Linked DNA regions of Drosophila melanogaster: all the other regions are linked to region 1. A link is a contact called in public Hi-C data. All regions are on one chromosome and are shown on one strand. The core of a region is the stretch at or near the end of the contact, and the rest is flanking DNA. Distances in the headings are between cores, read along the strand shown. Region 1 holds the start of CG32450. Region 2 holds the start of Trxr2 (Thioredoxin reductase 2). Region 3 holds the start of olf413 (olf413,).

Region 1 (4,451 bases), core at 985-3,484:
AGTCAGTCAGTCAGCCAGTCACAAAGACACAGGCGAGCGATAAAAGCCAAAGCCAAAGGCAAGCAACCCTTTTTCCGAATCGAAACCAAACCAACCCAGCCCAACCCTTCAATCTGCACACACACTAGGGTTGTATATACTTATATATCGTAACGCATTAAATCGATAACACGATTTTTCAGCACGCACACAGCTCCCCGTCGAACCCGTACTGAAATCCAAAACAACTGGTTGACTGTGAGTTAAATTGTCAGTTTCATTACGTGGCAGCTTTCATAGCGTCTTTTGCTGTCTGCTTCCTGCCCCGGAACTCCGGAATGTTCCTTGCTTTTTTAAAGCCAAATCACTACGACTGCGCGTGAGCGTTCCCCGTCACTTCGCTTGCAGTGCGACAAGCGATTTTTCAAGTTGCCGCTTCATCGTTCTGCGGAGCTGCTTCTCCGTCTTTTTTGTTCGGTGCGGTTTCGGGGCTCTGCGTTCTGGGCGCCAACAAGTTCAATTTTCGGAAAAGGGCAGGAGCGCATCGAGAGCGGAGAAGCGAAGCCCCTGGGACTCCTCGAAACCGGCGAGTCGTGCGTTCTTGAGAACTTAAGGACCTCGACGCTGGTGAGTTCAACAAACATTTAACTGATTGCCTGGCGTGTCTTCGTGCCCAGCCCTGTCTGATTTTTTGATTTGCTATACACCTGGGAGCGGGACGGCCCTTGGCCACGAAAATGTTTAGCTTATTTGTTAGCGCTGCAAAATAAATTGTGTGTGCGTGCGGTAATTGTAAATTGCGTACGGGCAGACAGACAGTGGCGATTGTCAGTGGAGCAGCCGAGTTATTGGCACCTCTCCAACGTACGGGTATGCCATGAATTTTTGATCGAACAATGAGTGGATCGAGGGTTGCCACCTTTTGCCAATACGATGAGGTTGGCGAAGGCAGCAACAAACTAGGCTTTTGATTGCAAGTCCCCATCCCCATCCAATCCAATCTCGTTCCGTACGCCCCCAGCTAAGCCAATTCAATCAGGGGACCTGCCTGCAACCCTCTGAGTAATCCACTTTTGGCCTCCCGAAAGTGCGCAACAATTTCTTTTAAACTTCCTGCTGACACAAATCAGACCGAGGCCATAACTCAAACTATCTCCACCTCCGCTCGGCTGAATCAATAACCATAAACCGAAGCTCCTTATGCTCACGTGGAGGAGCCGCATAAAAAGTATGCCACATGCTCGGGGAAATCACTAAATTCAGCCTGAGGCAACGTGTACCTCATCATTTATGTGTGGCAGGGGCAAGAAACGGCGAGCCCGAAAACCAAGCAATGCCCACCTTCATAACTGAGAGTGCTTATCACGCCCACTTCCCCTTGATCCCCTCCTGCCGATACCGCCAACTACCGAGTACCGACTACCGTCTACATGTGACATTTGCATGCTTACTTAAACAGCAAAAAGCAGCATCTACGACAGCCACGTCGAGCTTGGCACGTCTGCGTCAACTATACTTTACATTTCGGCCAGACTGGTTTCGGTTTCGGTCTTGGTCTGAACCAGATGCTCAGTTGGAGTCTAGGACCCAGAAGGCCAAAAGAAGGAGAAGGCCCACTAGTGTTGTCAGTAGGCAGTCACAATCCTGTCGACGTCACATCAGCACACGTGTGTAGTAAAAATCAGACGTGTGGGCGCTGCTCGAGGAGCACACAGGCCTTGGCAATGTCGAGGCGCTCTAGTTGCCGCAGTCGATTCGAGTCGAGTCCTGCCTAGTCCTGCCTCCATGTACTTTGATTGCTTGCACGTTACCCGTACAATTTTCGGTATGATGGCGGCAACATTTCATGATTTCTTGTACGTGTTTCTGGCAGTAAGCACGCGTCCTTTCCTCTGCCGCGCACACCGTGTCCTGCGACCCTGGTCCTTCGCCCCACATCTATTCCGGCTCATGGGTTCCGGGGTAATGTATGCAAGCACTTTTTGTATATGACGCCGTTGCGCTTTGGGTCCTCGTCGTGTTTGTTTGCCTGGTGACTGATGATGGTTTGGCTGGTTTTGCTCAGCTCCCACTTTAGCTTCATTTTCCACCGCCACTTCTGTCGCTAGTTTTTCACCAGCAGCATCGATTCGAGCGTATGTCCTGCTAATAAATCAATGACGCCATTCCGGGGCTCCCAAGTAGGCGATGATTTATGTCTGGCTAAAGGGTTTTCACGAATACCGGGCCTAATTGAGTTGCCCTTGATGGATCAGTCATTTTTAGAGTGCTGCTTGTCCAGTACCAAGTAGAAGTCGCTTTAGAACAATCTAAAATTCGACGTTGCTGTTTTTTTTGGTTTAACATTCTCTATATACATTTTTTTAAAAATATGGATATAACGGTACCGCCGCCGGACTCGCACTGGTCGTTGAGGTTTGTGGACATCGTGAAGCCTTTTCCAAAACATACTTTGGCCAATGCCACTTATAAGATCATTCGCTTCTTTTACCCACCCTTTGCCCTGGAAACCGTCGATGTCACCCACGTGGTCAGCGATCCCGAGCTGAATAGTTTAAACGTGGGGCTGTTTGTGGTAGTTCCCTTAATTCTGGCCTGCATCGGCTATGGGGTGTACAAATATGTGCGGAGTATGGTAAGTTTTGTGCGTGGACCTATAGCCCCTGACCTCTGACCAAGTCTGACCTCGAGCAGCATACAGTGGCTAAACGGACACCATTAAAATTGTACGAGCTTGAACAGCGTATGAAAGACAAGTACGGTCCGGAATACAAGCAGGGAATCTGGAAGCGAAAGGACATTTCTGACCCCCTCCTATTAACCACTGATCCATCCGAACCAAAAGCAAAGAGATGTGAAAGCAGCAATGCCCACTGGCTGCGCAAAACCGATAGATCCGATGATTAATTAAATCAACACTCAGTTGGATCCCCACTCGGATATGACTGGGGATCTTAAAATCGAGAATCGAGGAAAGTACCTTCTCGAATCCAACCAGGCTTTGTACCCTTCTAAGCAACAAAATCGATATGATCCTTCAATTCCGTTTAATGATTGAGACCTTTTTTGCGACTGGAAAAGTGTCAGCTTTGGGCTTTCTCGTTTGGCGCAATAAAATGAAGTGATTGTTTGGTTTTTTATGTTGCAAAAACACACTGAACCCCGCAGAGCGAAGGGAAAGACATTGCACATAGGATTAGGTGGGGGTTTTGGGGCCAAGTCCTGGGTAATCATTTGGCAGCGCATGTGTCGGATTATTTTGTTGGTTTGCGTTTTATTTAAATTTGCTTCTTTCGGCTGCCTTTTTGCTCGTGCGGTGGTTGTTTGTCGCCCGAAAATCTGACAGCAGCTGAAAAGCATGCTAAGCTTCGTGCTTTCTTTTTGCTCTGGCTCAAAGCAAATTAATGATTTGCCATCAAGCAAATAAATCAAAAGCTTCAAAGCAGATCTCTGGCTTAGCGCGCTGCGCTGTGGTGCGGTGCGATGGGATCCTGGGGCTGGCTGCGATTTAAGTCCCTTTCATCTCGGCCTGCTCCACTTTAAAGCCAGTCCCGAATGCATAGTTTTATTTCGCAGCTATTTCCACTCAACTAAGCGCATGCATTGATGATATATCCCCTTCCGTGTGACACCCCTTCCCATTGACATGACATAAATAACCGTGTGAGGCTGTTATAATTTATAATCCTTGCTCTGGACCCCCAGCAACAATAATACCAACAACAACAACAACAACAACAACAACAACAACAGCAACAACAACAACAACAACAGCAGCAGCAGCAACAAGAACAAACACAGCAACAGGAGCAGGAGTAACAAGAGCAGAAATAATATGGGAATGCCAGTGCAAATATTTTTGCTTGCTCCTCTCGGTTTCTATGATCCGAGTTTCCTTTTACTTTTTTGTCCTATTTTATTTATTCGAAACCTGTGCCTCTCCCAGGTTGGCAGCACAAATATTTTGTTGGTTCCCTTCCGAGCCACCCAGCCACTATTTCACACCCGCTCGGCTGCATTTAGTTTATGTGTGTGTTACCTTTTTTCTCGGTAAAATGAGGTCAAAAGTTTATTGGCTAATAAATGTGTGCGCAAGTGGGTGGGGTGTTGTTTTCGCAGGCATTAATGTCAGGCGCAAACTGCAGAGGCTGCAAAGTTTTTGGCAGAGCTTTAATGCCGATAAACAAATTGCATGCACTTAGCTACAGGCCGCCCATCCAAGGGGAGATGGGCAAGATTAGGGCAGTCGAAATGGGCTTTAAATGATCCTGCAGCACACTCGATGGCACGATGGCCACAAAAGCGAATCAGCTGCCCTACCGACGGCTAATTACAAACTAATCAGCCAACAAATAAATTTCAAATAAATTATACAAGAACGGAATTGGCTAATGCATTGCAGTTGAACGACAGCCAGAGCGAAACAAAAAACTTCAAATCTATGTTGGGCCAACCAAACCGAACGAAAGCAA
Region 2 (4,451 bases), core at 660-3,159, 220 kb after region 1:
TCTGCGAGTAACGGGTATAGTTACAATATTTGGAAGTTCTAGCTAGAGAAAACGATATTTTTTAGTCAGCAATATAGTAAAGTAGTAAGGGATCTACCCTTCAAAGTCTTATATAACTATTGTATATTTTTTACAGCCGCAACATGATTTTTATGCCTGCTCTAAACTTGCTTGTGTACAACGTACTTGTAGGTTACATAAGCATGGAAATCAATCGAATCATAAATGGTAAGTTCTTTGTAAGGACCATCTCCTAATCACTGAAGTCTTTTTAGTTTCTACAGCCCAGACAAGTCTTTGGCAGAATATTCCTATTATCGGCCAGATGTTCGCTCCGTTACAACCGGAAACCAATTATGGAGTGGAGTTCGGGGAAAGCATGTGGGACTTTAACCTATATGTAAACATCTTACTGCTTCTCCCCGCATTTTTTCAGGTAAAAGACCACATAACTCGGGGACCACATTAATGTACCGAATTCACAACCAGATCTATCACATCTCCTTGCTGGTGGCGATTGTTCTCATGTGGAACTGCTACCTTCACCAGTGTCTGGCTGCTTTCCACCTGAAGATGGTGTGGCACTTGTGGTGGAGCGACCTATGCTGGAGCTACTACGCTTCTCTTGTCCTTTTCGGATTCCTGTTGACCATGCTGCACTTTAGTCTGATTATAGCAACCGTTATGTATCAGATGCAGATCGACGGAGATCCCAAACCTCGGATCCAGTCCGAGGCTCTCCCAGAGCAGCAGCCACATCCCGCAGAGGAAATTCAGGAACGAATGGCAATGGCCCAGACCATTAAGATCTAAAAAATCAGACACTAAACGACGGAGCACAGGTTCAGCCGCCTTTAAGTGGGTCACCATCAGTCAGGGGCTTAACCTTGCCGCATCTACAAATACACTGGGTCGGTGGTTCAACTAATAAATATGCCAGAAAACACCAGACACACAGATACCCCGCACGCACACACCAGCACACTACCGCAGACCAGGACATGTACAAATGAATCGCAGCTGAGGGCCGGTCGAGCATCGGGAAATAAAACCATTAAATATTTGCGGTTAAACGCACCAAAAACAAACCGCAAAAGTAAATCATATCCAGAGCAGGCATTGGACATGGCCAAGCATCCGAGGCAAAGAATTTCTCTTGCCTCACCCGACCGTCGTCCGGCATTTGTAGGCAAAAATATTAGATTAGAAATTAGAAAGGCATGGACATGCCCCGGATTGGATTGAGATTGGGCAGGCAGCAGACCAGAGCGCCATTAAATTGGGGATGGGATGCAGGGCAGGAAACTGACTGCCAACGGCCTGCCAAAAATTCCAAATGGTCCATGGCCAAGAAGCATAAATCATTGAAACTGACATTTCACCATTTCACTGGATTTGTATGTATATGCCAAAGGTTTGGCCAATTCTTGGGGAAGAAAGTGTTTTTTGGTGGTCGAGGAATTTGCATAGATATCCGTCGTTTTTCCCAAGGAACTACTGGGACAATCGCCCTGGAGTCGAAAATATGGATCCCTGTGTGTCCTTTATAGGTTCCCCTTTTCCCTTGAACTAGTTCCCCCCCAGAGAGCGGAGCATATCAGAGCTCCGAAACGAAATATCGTCATCTCTATTTCATCTTAATCTATGCTAAAAGCCAGCTCCCTCCACTTGAAGGGAATATTGATTCCGTTTCATATTCGGAGGGATTTGGCAGGATGTGCCTAATACCGTAAATGGGGGTCAACTTAACCTCATAGCAAGAAATGTCAGCAAAATCACGATATCTGAGCCAAGGTATTTTTATTGTCTTAAACAGCCTGAAATATATATTATTAGGAGCAATTATTAACTTTAGGGAAACGGTAAGTGAGCGCATGGTTTTTGTGACATCCTGGCTTTTTGGGCTGTCTAATAATTTCACAAGTTGGCAGTGCCGAGTCCTAAAATTCCGGTTTACCTTCTTTTCGACCTGAAATTTGTTCCCGTCCAATTTATCAGTCCAATATGTCGACGATAAAGTTTCTGCGATCCTCCACACACAACGCACTTCGGTCCAGCCTCGGATGGTGCCGCCTTGCTGCCTCAAGACCACGCTATGATTACGACCTTGTGGTGCTCGGCGGGGGCTCGGCGGGATTGGCGTGTGCCAAGGAGGCTGCTGGCTGTGGAGCCCGCGTGCTCTGCTTCGACTACGTCAAGCCCACTCCAGTGGGCACCAAGTGGGGCATCGGCGGCACCTGCGTGAATGTGGGCTGCATCCCCAAGAAGCTAATGCACCAGGCCTCGCTGCTGGGCGAGGCTGTTCACGAGGCGGTGGCCTACGGCTGGAATGTAGACGACACGAACATACGGCCCGATTGGCGCAAGTTGGTGCGCTCCGTCCAGAACCACATCAAGTCCGTCAACTGGGTGACCCGCGTGGACCTGCGCGACAAAAAGGTGGAGTACGTAAATTCGATGGCCACCTTTCGCGACAGCCACACCATCGAGTATGTGGCGATGCCAGGTGCCGAGCACCGTCAAGTGACCTCAGAGTACGTGGTGGTAGCCGTCGGCGGGAGGCCACGCTACCCGGACATTCCCGGAGCCGTTGAACTGGGCATCACCAGCGACGATATATTCAGCTACGAGCGAGAGCCGGGTCGTACCCTTGTGGTGGGCGCCGGATACGTGGGTCTCGAGTGCGCCTGTTTCCTTAAGGGTCTCGGCTACGAGCCCACTGTCATGGTGCGCTCCATTGTGCTGCGCGGCTTCGATCGCCAGATGTCCGAGCTGCTGGCCGCCATGATGACTGAGCGCGGCATTCCCTTCCTGGGCACCACAATCCCCAAGGCCGTGGAGAGGCAGGCGGACGGACGGCTGCTAGTTCGGTACCGCAACACAACCACCCAAATGGACGGCAGCGACGTTTTCGACACCGTGCTGTGGGCCATTGGGCGCAAAGGTCTCATCGAGGACCTCAACCTGGACGCCGCCGGAGTGAAGACTCATGACGACAAGATTGTGGTAGACGCCGCGGAGGCCACCAGCGTGCCTCATATATTTGCAGTTGGGGACATCATATATGGTCGACCAGAGCTAACGCCGGTGGCCATCCTGTCGGGCCGCCTGCTTGCCAGGCGTCTGTTCGCCGGCTCCACGCAGCTGATGGACTATGCCGACGTGGCAACCACAGTTTTTACTCCGCTAGAATACAGTTGCGTCGGCATGTCGGAGGAAACGGCCATCGAACTGCGTGGTGCTGACAACATCGAGGTCTTCCACGGCTACTACAAGCCCACAGAGTTCTTTATTCCCCAGAAGAGCGTGCGTCACTGCTACCTCAAGGCCGTAGCCGAAGTGTCCGGGGACCAGAAGATCCTTGGCCTGCACTACATCGGCCCAGTCGCCGGCGAGGTCATCCAGGGCTTCGCCGCAGCCCTCAAGACCGGCTTGACCGTAAAGACGCTTCTGAACACGGTGGGAATCCACCCCACCACCGCCGAAGAGTTCACCCGGCTGTCAATCACCAAGCGATCTGGTCGGGATCCTACACCAGCCTCCTGTTGCAGTTAGTTCCGTGCCTTGGAGATAGGTATCTTGTGGTGAGAAACAAAGCATATTTCTTTCACTTCAAGTATGTTTCAGTCCGTATCTACTGTCGATTTTAGTACGTGAAAGGCTACACACCATTTTCATTCTAATTAAAAAAAATTGGTCACTTAATGTTGGTTGATTGGTGCAGAGAAAAATTTAATATTTGGCAAATAATTTGAAAACACTTTCATATTCTCACTCGTTGAAAAGCATATAGCAGGAACCCATTTCGATCGACTTGCCAAACAAATTTTAAAATTTGTACTTCCCAATCCCACTAGCTTACAGTCAAACTCGATTTAAAATAATGATTACGTGGAACTATTTTTGTAGACACATCGAAAGGTATCGGTTCCATTCAAACTTGCGTGTTGTTTGCACAAAACTCTCAAATCGGAAAATAATGGTTTATAAAACATAATGATGCTATTTTCTGCAAACCAAACCATTATTTTTATTTATTTCGTAATATACGGCAGGTATAAATATAGTTTCCCGATCCGGAGAGCTTTGACTTGTTTAATAGAAATAAGACTTTTGGGAATTTAAGCAGACAAATAACGTTGCGTAGAAATGGACAGACGGACCGACGGACATGATTATATCGACTAGTTTGATCAAGAATAAATATACTTTGTATGGCCCGAAATGTGGGCTTCACTGCGTGGCAGTGGCAGGTTATGATTGGAATCTGCAAGGGTAAAAATTGATACTTTTGCCCAATTTTTTTTTATTTATATAAAGTTTATACAGTCCGAACGCATCTACTCGTAAACATGTCCCAACCGGATCTGAATTGCACTTCTTTGACGAATAGCTCGTTGGGATGTGTGGCTCACGTTCTTTTGATTTGACACTTTATTATAAATGACAGA
Region 3 (4,451 bases), core at 1,439-3,938, 190 kb before region 1:
TCACTAAAGTCTATACATTTTTTTTGCCTTATTATCAACTAGTTAATATTTTTGTTTTGCCAAAACAACAGCAACATGTGTATATCTTGTCGAGGGCATTAACTTGTCTCCTTTCGCACCCTTTGACCAATGGACCATGGTCACGAGACTAATCCCGATACAGTGGTAAAAAAGGGGCTTTCAATCTACAATTTATCTGGGATCCCGGGGCCATCAACTGATTGATTGACAAGCCATTTACATTAACTTTGACGAGCGGGCGGTGGAAGCAATTAAAGCCAGCCATAAACTGTCAACGTTTTTCTACGAGTGTGTCAAAGGTCAGCGGACAACGAGAAGAACAAAAACAACAGTCAGTGGCAGGAGGGCAAAAACAACAATGCTGTCAGCTAATTAAAAATGCACATAAAATGTAAAACAAACAGCGAGGAAACTAATGACTGCAAAATCAATACATGAAAAAGTGCGGATAAGGTGAGACAAAAAATAAATACAAATAAATAACTGAAAATAATTAATAATTTAAGAGCTCAAGCGCTCGCTGTCGGAAAAAATGGAGTATGAAAAAGCTGACGTAAATAAATTAAGGCGAAATGAATTCAAAATTCAGCGCGTAAATAAATAATAAATATCATTACGCTTAGTTAATAAAAAACCCAATTAAGGCCTCGAAAGATGCGCCAAAAGAGAAGTCCGTTTTAAATCACATTTTTCGGGCAGCAAGAACGAAATCGGAAGAGCGAGCTTCCGACGATCCCATGAATGAATGAATGTCATGAAGTCAACTAGGAAAAAGCACATAACACTCATTTATTAATGTACCATTTCAGCAGCCACCCACTGGAGTCTTCCACCACCCACCTCCCACAACGAGAGAGTCGAATGGCGAGAGAGAGCGGGAAATTCGACAGAAAATGAGTTGCGAATGGGGCATGCAATGGTGTGGGTGTATAAACAAAGCAGAGCCTGCTCGAACTTTAAAATTTATTGCTTTGTTCATAGGAATTTTGAGTAGTTTTCAATCAAGCCCAAAAAAAAACATGAGGAAATGTATGTATAGAAAAATTCTCACAAACGGTTCCTCTTAGCGTTTCTCGCTTGACCATCATTGACCATAAATTCATTTAAAGTACATTTTTTCAGAGTGTAATTTTTAGTTTTTTTTACACGTAAACGTTTTGAACTCTGTAATAAATTCTTTCGCATGCCATGCGCATTTGGTTGAATTTTGCTCTCAGTAATAGTGACATTGAAATCTTGTCTGTCAACAGAGCATTTTCCTGAATGTTAATGACTGGAAGCTGTCGAAAGAGAAGAGATGCTATGCTCTCTTTCGCTGTTAGCCCCACTGTTACTGTTAGCCGGCTGAATTGAAACTGGTTTTCGCTAACAGAGTTGATAGGATTGTGCGGTTGACAGTTGAATTCACGCAGTTTTAGGGCTTCGCTCAGCCTAATCCGTTGCTAAGGTATGGAGTTACTCACCCAAACTAAATGATTGCCCACAGGTGCAGTGCATTACATATTGTTAACAACCCGTTTTTGAGGGGTCAACTCCAAAGGAATTGCGTCAATGCATTAAATCCTATACACAAAAATGTTCTAAAACACGAGTTTTTAAAAATTCTACAAATTCACGTATTCAATCATTAGATAAATATATTTTTACTTATAAAATATCAAAAATGGAGGCTATTGATAACGATTTCTGTGAGCAGACGCTTTTCAATCATTTAACAGTTTGCCTTTACAGTGCCTTTGTTTACATGTTAACCTAGGACAAGAAACACGTCGCACCACTCCAGTGACAACAGCGGCCGTTACAGTCATTATTTTAAATGTTAATGGACCGTTCAATGCGCGCTAACTTTCTGTTAACACACGAGCCCTTAGTTTATGGGCCTGTTAAACGGTTGAATGTGAGTGCCGACTATTAACATGATTGTTTGCTTGCGGAATAAGTTCCCGTTGGGCGATAACTAATTTTACGTGTTGCGAATGGGATTTCAGCACAGAATAAACCTCTTTTATACCTTGTCTTTCAGACACTTTATAATCCCGGAAAGTATTCTCTGATTAGGATTGCTCCAAACCTGAGTAGTAACATTCAAATCCATTTGTATTTCTCACATGCATATTTTTTAATTTGATTATGATTAAACGTCCCTTGTCGAATTCTACGGGTGGTCGGGTTGTTTTGTTTGATTGGAAAATAGGCCGCGTTACAGCTACGAAAGTTGGATTTCTCACGAATCCACGGACCCATCATCGATAACTTCATTAGCCATAAAGTTTTTAGTTTTTCCATTTCCTGAATGACTTTCATATGTGGCATGCTAAGCAGCAGACGAAAAGTATAATTAATAAAGCTCATCGCTGGCCACTCCCCCTTCCGGTGGCTGAAAACAAGTGCCTTTGTGTAATGTTCATTTGCATGGCGCGCGGCACAAAAATGTTGTGTACATTGCGGTAATTAGGCTACGTGCATGGCATTTGAACCCTTTCAATTGCCGTCTGGCATTTCAATTGCGCTTAACAGATGCACCTGCCGCTGTTGGGAAAGCCCTGTTAGCAACTGGAGTTATGTAAACGCTAACAGAAACGCTCTCTTTCTGCGCAGAGAGCGGCTCTCTCTTTGCTATTGACTCTCCGCCGAGGTGACGTATTTTATTTTACAGTCGAACGCGAACCAGTTACTTCCGAAGTTTCCCAGCGAGCGGTACACGGGCGGGCGATTTGTCCGAGAAGTGAAACAAGTCAGCATTTTTAGCACGTCACGACGAGGCAAGCAAAATCTTAAAAGAAAACACGAAAAGGCGAGACAGAACTGTGCGTGAAACATTGTGCATCGTTGCGAGTGCTTCTATTCAAAGCACCCAGCGAAAATATGTAAATAAAACGTTGTAAGCTACAGAATAAGCCCGGTTTCACAGTGCGCCCCATTCATATGCAAATCGGAATCGGTGCCGCAAACTAAGCAGCACATAATTTGCGAATTAAATCAAAACACACATCGCTCCGTCTCGCTCTTTTGAGCCGGCATCCTGGCAGCAACAACAATTGCAGGACATTAAACGGACGCCTGGCTGAACGTTACGCGACGCGAACCGTTAACCGTTACGCTTCCGCTTTACGGCTTACGTAGCTCGCGCACGGGCCTGTGTGTGTGTGATTTGCGGATTTAACAATTGGCAACGGGGCGGATGAGAAACGCGATGCCGCCCACGTAATGTGTGCCGAAATTTAAATTGCACTCTATGTATACGACTGTGTGTCGGCGTGAGTGTGTGTGTGTGTGTGTGGATAACGATTACCATAAACGTAAACAAAGGGATTAGACGTTACGTTGCCGGGATTACGCCAGCAGTAGCGACAGACTTTTTCCGATAGCTGCAGCTTCCATTCTCAGGTGAGTTTCGTAAATGATGTATTACCTGAGAGGCATGCGATGTGGGGTGAGGGCGGGGCGGGGATCCTGTGGCGGCACTTGTGGTTGCTGTGTGTGGCATGTTAAGTGCAATCCATTATACAGATATGTGCCTTGCACATGCAGGTTTGCTCTCCTCTAGCCTCCAGCCTCTCGCCTTCTTTGTTGCCCTGTCCCTTTCTCCGTTCTGTTCTATCCTGTTTTTGATTCTGTTTCTGGGCTTGCCTTGTGTGTGTTTTCGGTTACCACAAAACTTAGCCTGCGCAAGTGTGTGTGATCTCCGCACGGAGTGAAGTGGGGAGTGGCGGGGGAGCCCCTTAATGCATCCATCAACTTCATTGGAATGCCATTCAATCAGCATTCCCTTTTTTCCTTAGAGTTTTTGCCGTTTTGCATTCTGCAGTTGCGCCACAAAAGAAAATGGGAAAAGTGACACACTTAGAGCGGGAAAACTGCTGCAGGTGCACAACTCATAGGGCGCATCATTTCGGTCGTTCTTCTATAACTTTAAAGTATTTCGCAAAAACATTAAGGGATCTATGGAGAAAGATTGTGGTTGAATGATGCAATTTAAATAAACAAAATATTTTAACGTTTTTCTTATCTGACAAAAATGCATAGGAAATAAAAACAGTTCATAGAAAACATTTTCAAAGGTTTTAAGTGGTGATTTTGTTGTGATCAATTGGATCAGCTGAGTTAGTAAACTCGTGTGTTAATAATGGACATACAAAAGTATGGTTCAATTACGCTCTTAAATTTTCCAACCACTAGCCTATGTATAATTTAAAAGCCCAAGTTTTGGATGGCGACCCGTTTGTTCGAGTTTCAGAATAGAAGTTTCACTATGCTAGTTCGACTGTCGAGAAATGTTCAACTTATGGAATATGGAAATTATAAAGATAAAGTTTTTGTTGTGCTCGGCTGGCAGCAGGAACCAAATTGAACATATTCGTTAGCCCAGTTCCGTTGGCAAGACGGGTTGGAGCGCCACAAGTTTTGATTCGGGGAAAGTTTCCGAGACA

What was found. Hi-C and Micro-C count contacts between places; a contact is called where the count stands out from the background.
Region 2: a contact with region 1 is called in a Hi-C map of the Kc167 cell line, with 2.2 times the contacts expected there. A contact is called at or near these places in 4 of 107 Hi-C or Micro-C datasets (the Kc167 cell line, central nervous system, embryo and 1 more).
Region 3: a Hi-C map of the Kc167 cell line shows a contact between it and region 1, with 1.4 times the contacts expected there. A contact is called at or near these places in 2 of 107 Hi-C or Micro-C datasets (the Kc167 cell line and the S2 cell line).

The regions. Positions count from the first base shown.
Region 1 is chr3L:22,327,544-22,331,994 of dm6, forward strand. CG32450 reads left to right here and starts at 2,235. Exons shown (of 2, transcript NM_168953.3): 1 at 2,235-2,614; 2 at 2,674-3,114. The coding sequence starts at 2,351. The coding sequence ends at 2,886. All of the region lies in intron 2 of Ten-m (Tenascin major), which reads right to left.
Region 2 is chr3L:22,548,317-22,552,767 of dm6, forward strand. Trxr2 (Thioredoxin reductase 2) reads left to right here and starts at 1,910. Exons shown (of 1, transcript NM_079492.3): 1 at 1,910-3,703. The coding sequence starts at 2,005. The coding sequence ends at 3,555. CG11404 reads left to right here and starts at 121. Exons shown (of 3, transcript NM_141140.2): 1 at 121-228; 2 at 276-436; 3 at 490-1,026. The coding sequence starts at 144. The coding sequence ends at 813.
Region 3 is chr3L:22,133,402-22,137,852 of dm6, forward strand. It overlaps olf413 (olf413,), which reads left to right and starts at 2,689. Exons shown (of 11, transcript NM_001275275.1): 1 at 2,689-3,408.